2 separate regions of the Gasterosteus aculeatus genome follow, and region 2 is linked to region 1. Evidence: chromatin contacts called from public Hi-C data. All regions are on one chromosome and are shown on one strand. Each heading gives the region's core, a stretch centred on a gene start, on an enhancer-like site or on the middle of the called end of the contact. The rest is flanking DNA. Distances are from core to core; before and after follow the strand shown.

Region 1 (3,740 bases), core at 657-3,156:
ACTCCAACGAAGGGCTAATGATTAATGAACGATGGTCCACCTGCAGGCCGGACCAGCTGATCCAATATTAATTAAGCTTTCTTCTCGTCTGGTTTGAGAAGGAAACCTGGGACTTCATTAGGGGGAGGATGGGGGAGGCTGCATCATCTGTTTCTGGTTTCCTTTCTGTAAATCGTACGAGTTTGCAAAGAGACCTCTCCAGTCTGAAACAATTTAGACGTCCAACAGGCGGGAGCCGTTTACAGTCCCCCCCACCCCCCTCGGTCACCACGTTGAAGGTATCCACACTCCCCAAGACGGAGTCACACCGCCAGAGAATCCAGCTGTTGCTCGCCATCAGCGGGCCGCGAGACCCCCACCGTGGGCGCGGACGCGACGGAGGAAAAGCCCTTCATCATCTGCAGCACGGAGTTTCTTTGTAAACATTAGGCATTTCGTAATGAGTGCAAGACCCCTTCCTGGGCAATGTTGTCTTAGTGGCAGAAAGCACACCCTATAGTAGTGTATTCTGGGGGCATGTTTATCTAAAACACACACACACACACAGACTTGTACAGCGGAGTCAGAGTGTCTGTGGTAATTCAATACCCGATCCAGACAGTTATAATGCAGTGCACATTGTGCCTCTCTCGAACACTTCGTCCTGATATTGATCATTTGTGACGGGAGTCCATTGAAAGGCCCGGACGATGATTTTCGGAGACGGGTGGGTCGTTTGTCGTGCACGCAACCACTAGGCAAAGAAAGAGAAAAAAAACACAACAAAAAATGAATTGAGTTTAGATGCCGGTGTGTGACCCAGTAAACTATCCCCATGACTGACTTAGATTGAGACTGGCGGATGACTTCACCTTGATCAACGCGATCATAAACAAACATCATTTGCTACCATCGTTCACATTAAGAACGCATGCGCGTCCACTCCCACGCAGAAAATGTTCGCAGCAGGAATCAGGTGAAGTGGCTGAACTGAACCGAACATCCTGCCCCCCCCCCCCAACAGGTTACGGGCATATCATCGCTGGTCATCTTGTATCGATCCCGTGCCATCGCCCTCTGTGGGTACGTATGCGCGCTCCCCGGCGTGTAGCCACGGATGCAAGTTCGAAGCTCACACACACGCGCGCGCGCGTAACAAACACAACAAATCATCTGTAAAAGGAGGCAACGTGACCGCTGTGCAGGTTTCCGCTTTCCAATGACAACTGACCCGGGGGGGGGGGGGGGGGGGGGGGGTCACGTGTCAACAGTTACGGCGGAAGGGCCGCGTACCAACACGGTCGGACCCTCCCGCCTGCCTCCGCGCTGCACACCGGGTGCGACGCTGGCTCGGCGTTGCGATCCGAGCTGTCAAAACCCGCCCGAGGCTGCCGAGGCTACGGGGGGCGAGCGCCCACCACAACAACCGCACGCTCGCACGCGCGCGTGGACCACCACGCCGTGGCGGCCGTGACACTCACCGTGGCTGGATGCCGGGTCGGGTTGGATGTTTCTCTCCTTCTTCTGCTCAGAGTGCGCGGCTGCTGAAGTGAAGCGGGGGGAAAGTCGGCGGCGCTCCGCCGGGGCTTTCTGCTCAAGTGCGGCCGCGTGTGTCGGGGCTCCACGTCCCGTCTCCCCCCCCCCTCCGCCGCCCCCCGACTTCTCGCTCCGAAAGCCCGGGTCCGCTCCGGTAAAAAGCTGCTGCGCCGCGAGCTGTCCTCCTCCTGCTGCCCCTCCCTCACTTTCTGGATGTATGTATTGGTATTTGTTGTTGTTGTTGTTGTTGCGTGAATCGAGCAGTTTGTTCCCTCTTGATTGTGTTGTTGCCTTCTAGTTGCGTTTGGCCCGAGCTGCAGCGACAAGAGGGAGAAGAAGCAAACACACACACACACACACACACACACACACGCTCACTCCCACGAACACAAAAAAAGAAAAGAAAATAGTTCACGGTCGCTCCTCCCTCCGCGTACAGTATTCAAACTATCTACCGCTCTCTGCAGGACCACCACAGCAAAGCACGACCCCCCTCACAGCCCCCCGCTCAACCTGCTTTCCTTATTCATGCCCCCCCCAAATATAGATGTATATATTGTTAGGTGGACAATATATATATATATATATATATATATATATATATATATATATATATATATATATATATATATATATTGGTATATCACTAACTCTATATATATATATATATATATATATAATTAGTTAGTGATTCCTCTTCTCCTTTTACAAATTATTATTATTGTCTCTTTCGGAAGGTTATATATATCGGTATATCGGTATATCACTAACTATATATATATATATATATATATATATATATATATATAGTTAGTGATATATATATATATATATATATATAGTTAGTGATTCCTCTTCTCCTTTTACAAATTATTATTATTGTCTCTTTCGGAAGGTTATTCTTTTGTTTCAGTTTATTTTATTTTATTTAATAATTTAATATTTATATCTTATTATATTGTATATAATGTGTATCTTTTTATTCTATTTTGTTCCCTGTACATGCTGTGATACCAAAATTTTCCTCTTGAGGGATCAATAAAGTTAATTCTAAATTAGATTTTTTTTATTTTCCAATCAAATAAATACTTCACTATTACCCAGTAATGAAAGGAACTGTGTACCTAAAACATGTTTTAGAGCCATAATTAGATTTATATAACTATGTAAAACATAAAAACTCTTCTCAACGATTCTGAGACACACATCAGAATGTTAAGGCGCTCTCATGAGATCGTCTCCAGCTGCACTGGTCACTTAGCCGCTGGCTGGTTAGCTTGCTAACCTTTGCCCGCTAATTTGAGCTTCATAAATGCCTTAAATAATTGATCAATAACCAAAATCTATAACAATTGTGTGACAGCGGATCCGTTTTTATTGCAGCTTTTTTGAAGACTGAAAATTTGCAGAGCAAACAATAATAAAATGATCAAATTAACCGTAACTCTCAGTCCCCACAGTGGTGCGTTTCACTCTGTATTTTCTAAAAGAATTGGCGAGAGTTAATGACTTTGTTGGACCCACTTTGCAGCCAAGTGGATTAGCAAAATCATTCCCCCGAATTTAATATTCTACGCATTGAATTACAGAAGATAATACCAATTATTTTGAACGGAACCTTTAGAAACCTTCAAATGGCAGCGCAAAAAGTCCGTGTGACTTTTTTATACATTCCCACTGTTCCTTTTATGAAGTAGAGTCCAAGGGGAGGACCTCTGCTGTGTGTCAAAGGGCTCACTCCGTCCGTCCTTCGGTCTCCGAGGAATCTCTGTGCCGACTGAAGCCTTCAAACAGTCGGAAGCTTCTGTCCCACTAATTAGGCAGAGAACATATTCAGGAAAAACCACCGTGTGAATGTGGAACCGCCTCAGATCGGACTGCTCCGAGGCCTTGATTTGCCATCAGTCAGCAAACCAGTCACCGCCAACACTTGACGCCACTGCGTTCCAAGTCCAAATCGGTCTCCGTGTTGCTTTTGCAAAGGCTCTTAAGTTCTTCCTTTCGTATTCATCATTTTAGATTTGTTGCATTGAACACAATTCAAAGACTGCTGTGAGAACTAAATAAATTGGCACTTTGCAACCCGGTGAAACCAACAACAAAGATGTGGTTGTGAGTTTGATTTGAATGTGATTGTTCCTTCCATTGAGTGCCTCGGCCTCGCAGTGGTGCGGCACATTACGCGGAGTGAAACGCCTTGTATAAATACACTTTTGCTCTAATGA
Region 2 (3,693 bases), core at 226-2,725, 70 kb before region 1:
CAGGGGCCCACAACGGCCGAATTAAGTCCGGAAAAAGACACCAGAACCCGGATCTCTTTACCAAACACCCCCAAAGCCCGGATAACAGACCCAAACACCTCCAGAGGCCCACAACGGCCGAATTAAACCCGGAAAAAGACGCCAGAACCCGGATCTCTTTACCAAAAGCCCCCAAAGCCCGGAACACGGTCCCAATCACCTCCAGAGGCCCACAACGGCCGAATTAAACCCGGAAAAAGACGCCAGAACCCGGACCTCTTTACTAAACACCCCCAGAGCCCGGAACATGGTCCCAAACACCTCCAGGGGCCCACAACGGCCGAATTAAGTCCGGAAAAAGACGCCAGAACCCGGACCTCTTTACCAAACTGCTATAGCAGGGACATTTCCTTCCCCAAAAACATCACACGGTGAAATATTTACACATTTTGCTGACCGCTAGCTATGTCACGGGAGAAGAATGTCCTATGTCTTCTCTCTCTATTGATGTGGCTGCATATTTGGTAGATTGATCTTCCCCCTCGTGAAGCACGGGCAGGTTGCAGTCCGCTCCACCACCAAATACCGCACATTGCTCAATAAAAAAGTTACTATTTCCAGCCGAGAGAAACGGGTCTGCAACAATTTTTAAAGTAAAGAAACCATTAGAACCACGAGCAGAGATGCGTTTGACTGGAGGCTGAAGAACACCACTAAACAAAGCTTCCTGGATACAGCAAAGCACACACACACACACACATCACTATGGCGCCGGCTGGTACAGTAACCTGAGTGCCACTTCAAAGAGCTCCACCCCCCCCTTGAGCTCTTTGTGCTTCCACCACAAGGTGCACACAGCTCGCCCCGCTACATACATTTTAGATATTTAAAAAAGAGAGAAGAAAGAGAGGAAAAGTTAAGGCCGACGCACAGACTTCCTGCCCAAATGCCCCCCCGCCGCCCAACTCCCCCAGCGGCAGAGCTGCTAATCCCCTGACAGGTGTTCATGTTAGCGGAGGAATCCACGGCGGATTGACTCTCTTCACACGAGCCTGTCACACAGCACACAGAGCCAAGCCGCATGGACCAATAACCTCATCACATTTGGACCTTATTGTTCCCACAGATCTTTAAGTTGAGCTGCAGAGGCCGAGGAGGAATCGGGCCCGTGTTTAGATGTCTGATCCGCCGGGTTCTCAGTCTGAAAGTAGGAAACGATTCATGTGGTAAACAGAAGCGCTCTGGGCTCGACTACATAAACAAGACAATACGCCTCCTACATGGTTCATGTGTGGACAGGTCCATGCTGACCGGTCGCATTGCTTCAATGGAAAAATGGACATCTGACAAAATACCAACTTCAGTGTTTCCTTCCTCAACAACGAGATGAAACAGGGCGATTAAACGGAAGCTTCCGTCACATCTGACACACAAACGAAATCAAACCGTCCCCAAGTCGACATGAATCTGCGTCAGTGACAACATTTAAAATAACACCCTGCTACACTTCCCGTTCTTCCCGCCCGACTGCTTTCAAAAGGCAGCCCTTCTCTCTCTCGTTGCTCCATCTGGATGCTCCAACTCTCACAGGCTTTTACAAATGAACTGATATTGACTGATAGCGCTCTGCTTTAGCTGGAGGCCCCCCCTTTTCTCTCTCTCTCCACCGTACGAGAGAGCCTCCATTACACTAATGTTATGTTTTCATTCATGAGAAGGGGCTTAAAGAGCGGCGTGTTTGTTTCTGTTCGGCCCGGGGCGACTCGTTCTGCTCCTCAGGAGCCGCGGGGAGAAGCGTCGGGGTCAGAAGTAGCTTAAAGCCTCTCTGAAAAACCAAGGCGGCGCCGGCACTACTAAGAGGCTGCTTCGTTGGTTAATTCGTCTGGAAATGAAAACATGATCCAAAGACGTACAAACAGGGAGAACCATGAGAAGGACGAAGGGACGGACTGAGAGGCGCAGGTTCCCTTCTCGGATGACCTTAGAAGACCTCGTCCACACGTAACAACACTGCACGATAACAGAGCTGAGCCGGCCTCGTTTCAGGGAAATGTTTACACCAGGAAAGGAGAAGAGGAAACGCTGAGGGCTGTTGGGGCGTAGATTTGGCATATTTTGTATCACTTTTAACATACACGTATACATATACGAGATGAGAAGCAAAAATGAATGAAAAACCAAACGGTTGTGCTCTGGAAGCCTCTGTGTGCATAAGAGGAGAAGGAGCACCAAGCTCACCGTTTCTCTTCTCCCTCGGGTGGGCTAGAGTCCTGCTCCTTGGACACGAGTTCCATTCACCTTAATTCCATCCAGCAACCAATCAGGAGAGACAGAGGCAAGCCCCACCCTCGGATGCCTGCTTGTCATTCGCCGGTCGGGAGGGGTCCGTCAGTGAGACATGACAGGGTCCCGTCACTGGGCCTTTTCTGTCTTTCCTTCTTTTGAGTGGAGGGGGAGGGGGGGGGGGGGGGGGGGGTTCGGGGGTCTCCAGACGGAGTTGGAGTGAGGTCGGCTCGGTGCGAAACTGAATTATGATATGCAAGACGTTGGAGGTGGCTCGGCGGGCTCGACGGCCGCGCCGTGGGTCGGTGTCTCAGGGATGCGGAGGGAGGAGACGGATGACCCCCTCTGGAAGAGAAGACACACACAGAAAACATCAGCTCACATCCACTGGTTTTGTTGGGCTTTGGACTGCTGGGCGGACAGGAAATTGAGAATTGCAATCAGGGTTTTTCACGATTAATTGTGTAATTGAGGTGACAATTAGCAGGTAGATCAGAGATTAAAAAAAACAATTGTTGGTTGCAACCATTACTGTCTGTTACCCGCCGCATTCATCAAGGTCTCGTCAACGAAACAATCCAGGAATGTTCAGAATCCCCCACCCCAAAAACCCCCACATACACATGAAACACTTGATTTTAAAAGCTTGACTGAAGATCTTGCTTTTATTTTTTTGTGATGCAGACGAACAGATTGTAGCCGCGACCGGTACCGCAGAGACACAGACTAGATTTAGCCCTGTGCCCCCCCTCATATTGTCACAAGAAGGCTCCCCCCCCCCCCCGGCACCCTGTGCTAATCCCTGGTTCAATGCCTTTCTGAACCATGACAGTGGGATACGAAGCATTAGATGGTCCTGAGACACGAGTGTTGCTTTTACTTCTAAAAGAGCGATTACATACGTATGAATGTGTCTAATCTGAATGAAAGAATCTACGTATTTATGACTCATCCAGAGGTCCAAATGAGAAACCACGTGGCTGAATTGTTTGAATGAATACGCTGCTTTGGTCGTGAGACAAAGAGCTGCTTCCGACCGCAGCGGGGCCACCTGCGGTGTGATGGTAAATAGGGCCGTAATGGAGCGTTCTTTATCAACGTCCTTCTCTATTTTACAGCGACTGTTACTACAAGTGACCCCCCTCCCCCTCTACCCCCCCACAGCGCTGTTATTTGTGCAAGCAAACAGTTCATCACACTGGGACGGAGAGGATGGAGGAGAGCGGGATGGCATTGTTCCATCGGCCAATGAAAGCAAACAAATAAAAAAAGCACAAATCAGCCTTTAGTGTTAAACAGTTAAATAGAATTCCATACAGATATCTGATTAATAAAGCAATAGCCGGGAGTCAGATTTTTCTGTTATTGTGCTGAATGTTGTTAAAGGTTTTTGATTGTCTTGTAATCATAAATGTTTTTTACTCTCATCCA

Evidence for each region. A called contact is a pair of places that touch in the nucleus more often than the background predicts.
Region 2: a Hi-C map of tail fin shows a contact between it and region 1, with 3 times the contacts expected there. The contact joins the enhancer-like site here to the promoter of LOC120819252 in region 1. A contact is called at or near these places in 2 of 6 Hi-C or Micro-C datasets (tail fin and whole body).

What each region holds. Positions count from the first base shown.
Region 1 is chr5:8,340,293-8,344,032 of fGasAcu3.hap1.1, reverse strand. LOC120819252 (thyroid hormone receptor alpha-B) reads right to left here and starts at 1,906. Exons shown (of 10, transcript XM_040176485.2): 1 at 1,461-1,906.
Region 2 is chr5:8,410,068-8,413,760 of fGasAcu3.hap1.1, reverse strand. The region is part of intron 2 of LOC120819252 (thyroid hormone receptor alpha-B); the gene reads right to left. Among protein-coding and RNA genes, the nearest start is that of LOC120819034, 32 kb to the left of the region's middle. Within about 2 kb of position 1,475, at least 3 of the 9 cell types and tissues checked have open chromatin away from gene starts, as enhancers often do.